Regions from separate parts of the Sus scrofa genome. Here region 2 is linked to region 1. The links are chromatin contacts, called in public HiChIP or PLAC-seq maps. All regions are on one chromosome and are shown on one strand. Each heading gives the region's core, a stretch centred on a gene start, on an enhancer-like site or on the middle of the called end of the contact. The rest is flanking DNA. Distances are from core to core; before and after follow the strand shown.

Evidence for each region. HiChIP or PLAC-seq counts read pairs in DNA pulled down with a chosen protein or histone mark.
Region 2: a contact with region 1 is called in an H3K27ac HiChIP or PLAC-seq map of skeletal muscle. The contact joins the promoter of PIGO here to the promoter of DNAJB5 in region 1. A contact is called at or near these places in 1 of 5 promoter capture datasets (liver), 7 of 47 Hi-C or Micro-C datasets (alveolar macrophages, differentiating spermatogonia, embryonic fibroblasts and 3 more) and 2 of 2 datasets of contacts at active chromatin or transcription factors (alveolar macrophages and skeletal muscle).

The regions. Positions count from the first base shown.
Region 1 is chr1:235,789,031-235,794,233 of Sscrofa11.1, forward strand. DNAJB5 (dnaJ homolog subfamily B member 5) reads left to right here and starts at 1,627. Exons shown (of 5, transcript XM_005654514.2): 1 at 1,627-1,804; 2 at 2,626-2,770; 3 at 5,144-5,203. The coding sequence starts at 1,642. All of the region lies in intron 1 of LOC100525024 (protein FAM205A-like), which reads right to left.
Region 2 is chr1:235,886,040-235,891,188 of Sscrofa11.1, forward strand. It overlaps PIGO (GPI ethanolamine phosphate transferase 3), which reads right to left and starts at 2,299. Exons shown (of 10, transcript XM_021065447.1): 1 at 1,934-2,299; 2 at 636-1,176. The coding sequence starts at 1,146.

The DNA of each region.
Region 1 (5,203 bases), core at 377-2,876:
GGATCAAACCTGCATCCTCCTGGATACTAGTCGTGTTCGTTACCCCTGAGGCAGGACAGAAACGCCTCCATTGTCCTCTTACCACACTTTCTTCCTTCCTTCACACCCCATACCCCTTTACACCTGGGATCCCCCTTGTGAATACTAGTAAGAAGGCAGGCAGTAGAGGATATGTAGACCTGACCTCAGGATCCTTAGACCTCTTCCCTGCCCTGCTCTGCTGCCTAGGTACTGATGCTCTCCAAATCTGTTTCCAGCCCTATCCAGTTTGCATGACCACATGGGTATCCAATTTCTGAATTGGGAACCCTCAAAGAATGAGAGATATGTGAAAGCTTCTGCCCTGGCCCTTCCTTTGTCCTCAAACCCCCCAAGAACTCCTTCCCCCTCTTCACCCCCAGATTACCCCCTTCCTACCCCCGCTCCCTCTAGCACAGATGGGTCTGGGAGACAGTGACGTGGGCGCTAGGCACCGTGTCTGCTCAAGCGTCGGCTTCCGCTGGCAACCGCCTCCACAGCCCTGCCTGCTCTGAACATCGGGGACACTGGGGCTGAGATTTAATGGGGGTGGGGAAGTACTGAGATGAGAGATTCTGAGGGTGTTAAGAAAGGAGACCATGGAGCTAGGATGAAAGATTAAAAGGGGGCCAGGGTAGGGGAGTTCATGGGAGTAAATAAAGGATTAAGAATAGGGTAAGACAGAGGATGATGAGGGAAGGACAGGAGATCATATGAGGCCAAGATGAGAGGATGATAAAGGGGAGCTAAAACGTGGGAACTCAAAGGAAAAGAAAGATGAAAGATTATAGGGGGAACTTTAATGGGGATTGTGGGGTTTGTTGAGAACGGGCTGCATAAGGGAGCAGGGATGAGGGGATTATACAGAGGATGAAAAGGGGACTCAGGGAAGCATGAAGGTGCTAAACCTGTAAAGAACTACCCAATTACAAAGGAGAGATCAGAAAGGTACTTAAACTCTACACATCTACCAGAGTCTGTTTTGAGATTGTTAGGTCACATCAGGTCAATTCCGGGTCACGGTAATATAAAGCTAAATCAGGTCAGGGCGAGGTCAGTTTACGATTAAATGGAAGATGAGTAAGAAGGTGTGATCTTTTGACTCTGCTCCAGGGACTACACCTCCCAGAGTGCACTATTCTCTCCCCTACCCCCTCACCTCTCCCCCCCCCCAAAAAAAAAGAAAGGAAAGAATGCCCAGAGTCACCACCAAGTGGTGAGCGCAGTTTTCCTTTAAGGCTGCTTTTGACGTTGCACGGGTTCCAGAAGCTTCTCCCGGGATTCGAGCGGTGGCCAGTACGTCCCACCTTCTCCAACCAGAGATTGGACTAAAATAGTTGTCCCCCCGAGTCCGGTCTGAGCCCCAGAGACCAACCAATAAAATCAAAGGGCGCGTGGAGTTGCCGCCCTCTGTTCCTTTCACCAATGAAACGGCGAGATAGTGAAGAGGTGTGGTTGATTGATTGTGGAGTGCACCAATCAGACTCACACCAATCACTGTCCGGAATGTGTGCGCGTGTGGCCGGGTGACAGGGGCGGAGAGTGGGTGGCTATCACAGAGCCACTCGTTGAAAGCTGTCCAATTACAACAGAAGCCAAGCTGAATGACGGGCAGATGGAGCAATGGGCATCGCGAAGGCGGAGCTGTGGGGGCGGGTTCCCGGGCTCGCTGTCTGCCGCCGGCGGGCAGGCGACTCCTGTCCCGAGTGGAGGCGGCGGAGCCGGAGCCGGGTGAGGGGGCAGCGGCTGTCTGACGGACCGCGGTGGCGCCCGCAGCTCCTCACCGGTGAGGGCGCCGAGCCAGGACTCGAGGGTCCCGGGAGCGGGGGCTTCGCGAAGCCAGGGGTCCTGGTGTCGGGGGGTTGGGACACTGAAGGCCCATCGGCTCTTCCGCCGTGGGGGTGTGGGGACTCGGGGTCTGCAAGGTGCTCGATGTCCACGACCCTCGGGGGGCAGCCAGCGTCTGAGCCGAGAGAGGGTCAGGCTGGGTTGCATTGGGTTTCGTGGGGCGGAGGCGTTTCTGAGCCGGCCCTGCCAGCCAGCCCCGGTGACATCACCGACCACCCTCCCCCGCCCCAGCCCCCTCCCCTCTCTTCCCCTCCTCTCCTTGCCGCGCCTTTTGTCCCGGCGGAGCTCTCCCCGCGCCGCCCCGCCCATCAGCGAGGGAGGAGACTCCCTGTCAGTGACTTCATTGAGTAGGTTCTTGGGAATTGGGGTCTGGTCCTCTACGGAGAGAGAAGCGAGAGGAACCCATTGCCTCTTAAGCCCTCACAGACTATCACACCTGTCACAGGTACACACGCTGCCACTTACAAGCACACACTCTTCGCACTGCCAGCCTTACTGTCACACTGCCATACAGCCATTCACAATCAGCCAGACATTGCTGCACCTGAGAGCAGGTGGCCGCTGGACCCTGTCCCTTCACTCGCCACACCTGGGGATCAGGTCCAGCTCCTGCTGCACCGGACAAGCCTTGCTGGGCAAGGGCCTGAGGAGGTGGCTTCCAGAGCTGCAGCTTTCCGAGCAGGCTCCAGTGGAGCGATCCGAGGTGAGGGGCTGGGCTGGGCATGTTTAAGCGCACAGTGCTCTCCTGCCCATCCCCAGCAGCACCCCCACTACAGGCCCGAGGAGCTTTCCGGAGCTTCCCACACTTCTGGGGAGAAGACTTCTTAGCCAGCTTGATGTTTAAAATTCAGCTGGAGCCCTTAAAACTTCGAGCGTGGACGCTGAATGGGTTTGTAAAGTTTCGGTAAGTCCCTCTGGAGAAGGGCACTCATACCCATACCAAGTCAAATTCTCCATGTCGCATTCCTGTCCATTGCCTACCTGCTTCCTCCATCTCATCTTCATCTCATCCCCAGTGACATATAAGAACCCCCTTCTACTCCACCCTTACATTTGAATGAACTGCATGCTTTATCATTCATTTTCTATACCAAACCCTTCAGGCATCCATTTTCCATGAACACCTCCTCTAGTATTTCAACTCTCTACATCTCTCTCTCTTTAAACCCACCGGTACCCTACTTGCCACCTAAGCCAAATATTTCCCTTTGTCATCCCTCATCCCCCTCCATCAGTGCTTCATTTTCTGTATCAACCATTCCCCCTCCCTATATCAGTCACCCTTGCCATTTCTCATTTTTCATTCCTGCTTCTACATTAACATTCTCCATCAAAGGCAGTGCCATGCCATGGGGCTCCTTTGTCACTCCAACACGTGGCTTGTGGGTAGGGGAGGGAGAAAAGGAGGGAGGGAGGAAAGAAGGAGGGAAAAAGCAGTTCTTGAAAGAGCTTGCCCTATGTCTGTGGAGGCAAGAGAATTATAGGTCTAAAACAGCTAGCAGGTGGGTGCCAGGGAGGAAGCTGGCCAGATGAAGAGGTAATGCAGGGACAGCAAGGGGAGGGTGAGGGGACGGCAAGCCGTTCCACTCACTCTCTGCCTAAAAACTGCTACAGTTCTCTGAAGGCACCTCTTGGTGTGCTCGGGTTCCTTCTCAGTTTCCGGGGAAAGAAGGTGTGGGCTGAGGCAGAGATGGCAGACCACCCCCAGCTCACCTCTCAGACGCATTTACTGCTGCTTCCGAAAATGGCTGCCCTCCCCCATATGCTCTTTCTCTGCCTCCCCCAACCCCAGCCTCCCCCACCAGGCATGACATGATGGTAGGGGGGAAAGGGGGAGTATCCGCCCTAATGGAGACTTCTCTTCATCAGAACGAGGTGACTCCCAGAACCATGAGTCAACCCAGCCACCTGCAACAGGCCATGTGGGGGCAGGAACTAGGGCCATTGTCACTGCCTACCTGGGACCTTGAGGTCTGCCCTGACCCACTGAAGCCCTCACTGCTGCCAGAAAACCCTGTATACTTCTCTGAAGCAGAGGCATAAAAGCAGGCCTCAGCTGTGGCTGCCAGCCTAGGACATTGCTAGAAAGACTCTGGTTCTACGGGCTTTGGCAGGGGTTGGCCAAGTTTCAGAAGGGTTGGCAGATGGCTTCTGGTCATTCCCCCAAATAGCTCTAGCTACAGAAAGTTCCCTTCTCTCATATCCATTGCAGAGACATTGGTGGAGGGAGATTAAAGTGGAAGAACTAGAGCCCTGTATTTCTCCCTCTTATAAATAACAAATATCTCTGCACCCAGCATGGAAGGAACTATCAGAGGAGTGTGGGCCTGGCACTGGGCCAGGTCCTAAACCATAGGGCAGGTGAAAGGAAAGGACTGGTAGAGAATGTATTAAGGAAATGGTGGTTAGTGCCCAGTTGTCTCCTAACAACTATTTTAAAAGGCCCTACCTATCTCCAGAATGCTTTTGTTCACTAACAATGAAGCCTAGGTGGCACAGACATATCTTATACATAGTTTTGTGTGTAGACATTGGGAAATGAGTAAAAGGAACTGTTGTCCTGGTTGGGGAAAGGACAGTGTCACACACTCACCACTCCCCCGACTAATGAGGGAGTTAGAAACAGCAGTTTCCAAAGGCTGTGAGTCATCCTCTGATCTGAATCACACGTGAGACTTAGCATGGTTTGAGGAGCGGGGGCAGGGAGGCCTGGGGTCTCCAATGGCCGAGAGAAATCCAGGCACCCACACCCTGACTCAGCCTGGCTGGCCAAGGTAGCTGGCAGAAGACCCAGGCCTGTTCCCAGTCCTGGGCCACTGCCCCAGCTGCCCTTAGTCTGGGCACCATGCCTGAGCCATGGCGTAGGAGACCACGATGCTCAGGTGACCTCACCCAGAGCACAGATCTTCACCAGCTTCTGTGTGTGGATCTGTCAGTCCATGGTGCCACCTCACTCTGCAGGGCTCTTGAGGATCCTCAGTCTGACCCAAGGACCTAGCCCTTAGTTTAGCCCCAAGAAGTGGGCCACAGCCCCCAGCTTCCTGCTGGGAAGGCCCAGGAGCTAAGAAAAGAATCACAGAATACTAGAATGTCAGAGGTGGAAGAGATCATCTAGTCCAAACCTTTCATTTTACTGATGGAGAGACAGAGGTCCACAGAACAGGCATGACCTGCTGAAAGTTACACAGTGAGTCGTTTAGGGATTGCAAGATCATCAGGAACAGTACTGGGGTAGAAGGGAATAGGGGCATCAAGGATTGGCCCTGGTTTCTTTCAGAAACAAGGAGACCAGTGCCGGTCCAGTGGCTGTGATGGGGAAGGATTACTACAAGATTCT
Region 2 (5,149 bases), core at 1,049-3,548, 98 kb after region 1:
AATCCCTGGCTATCTGTTTTTCTGTTTTTCCTGGTACACCTTCCTTTTTCCCAGTCAGTGAGTGGACAGAGCCTGGACCCTCTGATCTCTCCTCACTTGTGAGAACACTAAACCCACATCTTTTTTTTTTTTTTTTTTTTTTTGCCATTTCTTGGGCCGCTCCTGTAGCATATGGAGGTTCCCAGGCTAGGGGTTTAATTGGAGCTGTAGCCACCGGCTACACCAGAGCCACAGCAACACAGGATCCGAGCCGCATCTGTAACCTACACCACAGCTCATGGCAATGCCGGATCCTTAACCCACTGAGCAAGGCCAGGGATCGAACCTGCAACCTCATGGTTTCTAGTCAGATTCGTTAACCACTGAGCCACGAAGGGAACTCTTAGACCCACATCTTCTCTTGGGTCTTTCCCCTGCCCCTTTACTGAGAGCTCTCCCAAAGTAAAACCAATACCCCAAGCAGATTAGAAACTCCAGAAGGACAAAGCCCGGACCTGCACTCCCAGCATGCAGGGTTGTAACTCTCCTTCTCTGTACTCCTAGTTAAACATGCAGCTGGGCACCCAGAGTTCTGGCTACTTCTAAGGAAGAAATTCGCCAAGGTACTCCTGGCCTCCAAAGAGGCCCAGACTAACCTGTGCTGGTAAGCTGCTTAATGAGATTGTCTTCTGCTATGGCATAGCTGGCAAAATTACTGCCGGCATCAACAAAGGTTGGCAGTGAGCCGGTGGTGAGGGCCTTGATACGCTGCATGGTGGTGGTTGGGGGGTCAACTTTTGATTGGTAGAGCCTGGCATGGTGAGGCTGACTTTCCAGGATCCTCTGCAAGGAACTCAGTTTGCCCAGGAAGGGCAACGAGACAGGAGGTTCCCCAGAAACGTGTGAGAACTGGGGCTTTGCAAAGTCAAATCGCAGAGCATCTATCACCACCAACACAAGCCGGGGGAATCGGGAAGCCATCCAGCAGGCCCCAGGCTCCCCTTGGCTCCCCCATGGTAGGAACACGGGGCCTGGGGGCTCTTGGCAGCTGCTGTGGTTGTTGAGTTCCAATCGGGTGAGCAGGAAGCCACTGGTGAAGAGAGCAATGCCGGCATAGAAGAGGAAGCTGACCCAGGCCAGGAAGAGCAGTACTGAGATCTTCTGCATCCTGGTGGTGGCGGGGGAGGGAATTCATAACTGTAAAGCAAAGAACCAGTGGATTTTCTAGTCTCTCAATACAAAGCCCAGCTAGGATCACTTCCTCTTGGAAGTCTTCCTCAAGATAAACACTCCCATAGCCAACCCAGTGCAATGTTCCTCTCCACCAGTTATACCAGAGTTTCTGAAGGTGAGGTGCGCAGACTATGGGCATCGACCTGGAGCGGCTGTTTTAAAATGCTGATTTCCAGGCGCCACCCCAGATCCCCTGAATCAGGATCTTCGGCAATGCAGCACAGGCATTTGCACATGTGCTCCAGGAGATCCTAATGATGGAAAACACAGTCCACGAGAGAAACTTATTCCAAGTGGTAGACTGCTTTCTGACAGCCCGTTTCTCCGCCTCTCTCCTCGCCAATTTCAACACCCCTGGGGTGGTCAAAGCTCGCAGTCGCAGGGGGAATCCCGGCCAGGCTCACGGCGCCGCCTGGCGGGGCTCGAGGGAACGAAAGGAAGGAGTCCTACTCCGCTTCCGGACTGCCAGGATCGCCAAGAGACCAGAAGCGCGAGCTCTCCGGCGCAGCAGAGCAGAGGCGCGAGGTTCTGAGGCGTTTGGGCCTCGCCGGGACCAATCGTCCAGATGGCTCTACCTCCTCCGATGGCCACCCGGCCTCCGCCTAGGCACCCAGACCCGGGTACTAGACCTGCCAGACTGCGACCTCTGTGAGCGGGGTGGGAGGGTTCTTTACTAAGGGGAAAAGGCAGCTTAAGGGGGTTTGGGGAGACCCTGGCTCACCTTAAACGGCGCCCGGAAGTGCAGCGGCGGCGCCGGCGGCCTGGCACCACAGAGGTGCGTGCGCTGGATAGAGCAGCCCGCGAGGGATGCCCATCGCCACCTGCTGGCGCCTCCGAGGAAGTTCGGCAAGGAACGCAGGGCTGGCCAGAGAAGGAATCGGTGGGAGATTATGGTAATTTAGCATTGGGGGCAAGGCACTAAGCTAAAAAGTTCTGGGAACCACTGTCCATTCTTGGTTAAGACTAAGATCTGTGCTTCTGGAACCAAACTTAGCTTAAGTCCTAGCTCTGCCACTCATTGTCATTACTGGGCATTACCTCATCTATAAAATAAGGACAGTATTTATTACCCCCTTTTTGCCAAGCTGACTCCAACTGATGCGTTTTTATTCATTCTCTGCTAGTCTTTCACTAATTTTTTTTTGCCTTTTTTTTTTTTTTTTTTTTTTTTTTTTGCCTTTTCTAGTGCCGCTCCCGAGGCATATGGAGGTTCCCAGGCTAGGGGTCTAATTGGAGCTGTAGCTGCTGGCCTACACCAGAGCCACAACAACGCGGGATCCGAGCCGCGTCTGCAACCTACACCACAGCTCACGGCAACGCCAGATCCTTAACCCACTGAACAAGGCCAGGGCTCGGACCCGCAACCTCATGGTTCCAAGTTGGATTCCTTAACCACTGCACCACTACGGGAACTCCAAGTCTTTCACTAATTCTTACAACGCAATAATAAAAAGACAGTCCAATTTTAAAATCAGCAAAGATATGAAGGACATTTCTCCACAAAAGATAGATGCATGACCAATAAACACATAAGAAGATGCTCAACATCATCAGCCATCAGGGGAATGCTGGAGATACCACCTCAGACCCACGAGGATGGCTGTAATAAAAAAGGTGAATAACAAGTATTGGCGTAGGTGTGAAGAAATGTGAACCCTCATACACTGCTGTTAGAATTGTAAAATGCAACTTTGGAAAACAGTCCAGCAAGTTCTTCAGAAGGTTAATCATAGAGTTACCATATGACCCAGCAATTCCACTCATAGGTATTATACCCAAGAGAAATGAAAAACATGTGTTCACACAAAAAATTGCACACTCGAGGGTTCATGGTAGCATTATCATAATAGCCAAAAGGTAGAAACAACACAAATGCCCTTCATTGATGAATGGATGAACAAAATATGCTATATCTATACAATAGAATAGTGTTTGGCAAAAAAAAAAAAAAAGATGAGTATTGCTACATGCTACTACATGAATAAAACTTAAAAAACACGCTAAGGGAGTTCCCATCGTGGCGCAGTGGTTAATGAATCCGACTGGGAACCATGAGGTTGCGGGTTCGGTCCCTGCCCTTGCTCAGTGGGTTGAGGATCCGGCGTTGCTGTGAGCCATGGTGTAGGTTGCAGACACAGCTCGGATCCCGCGTCGCTGTGGCTCTGGCATAGGCCAGTGGCTACAGCTCCGATTCGACCTCTAGCCTGGGAACCTCCATATGCCGCGGGAGCGGCCCAAAGAAATAGAAAAAAAAAACAAAAACAAAAAAACACGCTAAGTAAAAAAGGCAATAAATAACAAAATAGCACATATTATTCCATTTACAGTAAATCTACAAAGTAAAGTAGTGGTTGTCTAAGGCTGGGGGGAGAGGACTGACTACTAATGGGTGCAGGGTTTTTGTGGTAGGGTGGGGATGGGGAAGCAGTGATGAAAATGTTCTAAATTGTGACAGTTGCACAATTCTGTGAATATACTACAAATTATTGAATTTACACTTTAAGCAGGTGCATTGCATTGTATGTGAATTGTATCTGAAAAACTTCAATTAAAAACAAAACAACTTCTCCAACATTTTCTCAAATCAGAGTGAAGCCTAAGTTCTTGTAGTTGCCCTACATGGCCAGCTCCTACACACAAATTCCCCACTTCCCTCTCTGATTTAGCTAGTTACAACTTCTTTGCTTCCTTAACTTTGCTGTCCACTGCAGCTGCTTTGCACTTCCAATTACAAGGCAGTGTACTCTGCCTCAGGACCTTTGCATTTGCAATCTCCTCTGTCAGCTTTATTCTCAGATACCCAGATGGCCTTCCCCTAATTTCCATATCTAAGCTTAAATGTACATCAATGAGGTTTCCTGCAACCCTCTACTTAATGTTACAGCCCCTTCTACTCAAATTCCCCATCTCCCTTCCTTTAATTTCCTTTATAGTACAACTCATCAGCATCTGAAATACTGTACGTCTTTCTTTTTTCTTTTTTCTTTTTTTTGGCCATGTCCATGGCATGTGGAAGTTTCTGGGCCAGGGACTGAACCTGTACCACAGCAGCAACCCAAGACACAGCGGTGACAATACTGATTCCTTATCCCACTGAGCCATCAGGGAACTGCTGATATGATGATTTGTCCCTTCCAAATAGAATGTAAGCTCACTGGGAGTAGGGAATTTTATTACTATATCCTCAGTGCCTGGCATATAGTTGAGATTCAATAAATAGTTATTAAGTGAATAAATTCTAATTCAGAAATATGTTGAAATATCCTCAAAGCCCCTTACCTCAGCTCAGGCCTCATCACCCTCTCCAGGATCAGAGGCAGCCTTCTTATGGTCCTTCCAGCCTCTCATCTCTCGTTCAAATCCTCTGGTTACATTGCTGCAGGACAGCTCTAGCTAAAACACTGTTATTACCTTAATCTTTTTTTTTAATTTATTTTTTATTGTGCCTTAATCTTCTTAACATTCTTCATGGAAAGGGGAAAAAAAACTTTCATGCCCCTCCTCCCTGGACAAAGTCCAAACTTTTCAGAGTGGGGGACTCTATTTCCCTGTGATTTGGGCCTTGACATGTTGTCACCTCTCCCCAACACCCCACCCTTCAGCCACAGTGAGAAGCTCCAAAGGTCCCAACTTCTCTGCCATAGGCCTTAATCAGAGGTGCAGCTGCCAGCTTTCACCACAGCCACACCATGTCCAAGCCTCATCTTCGACGTACACCACAGCTCACGCCATCGCTGGATCCTTAACCCACTGAGCGAGGCCAGGGATCAAACCTGTGTCCTCATGGATACTAGTCAGGTTCTTAAACCTCTCAACCACAACAGGAACTCCCAATCATTAGGTGTTTTTGAATGAATGAGTGTCCCAAGTCCCTGAGCACCCTTTGAGCATTCAGCAGTACTACTCTATCAGGGCAGTCCTCTTTCCCATTTAAAAC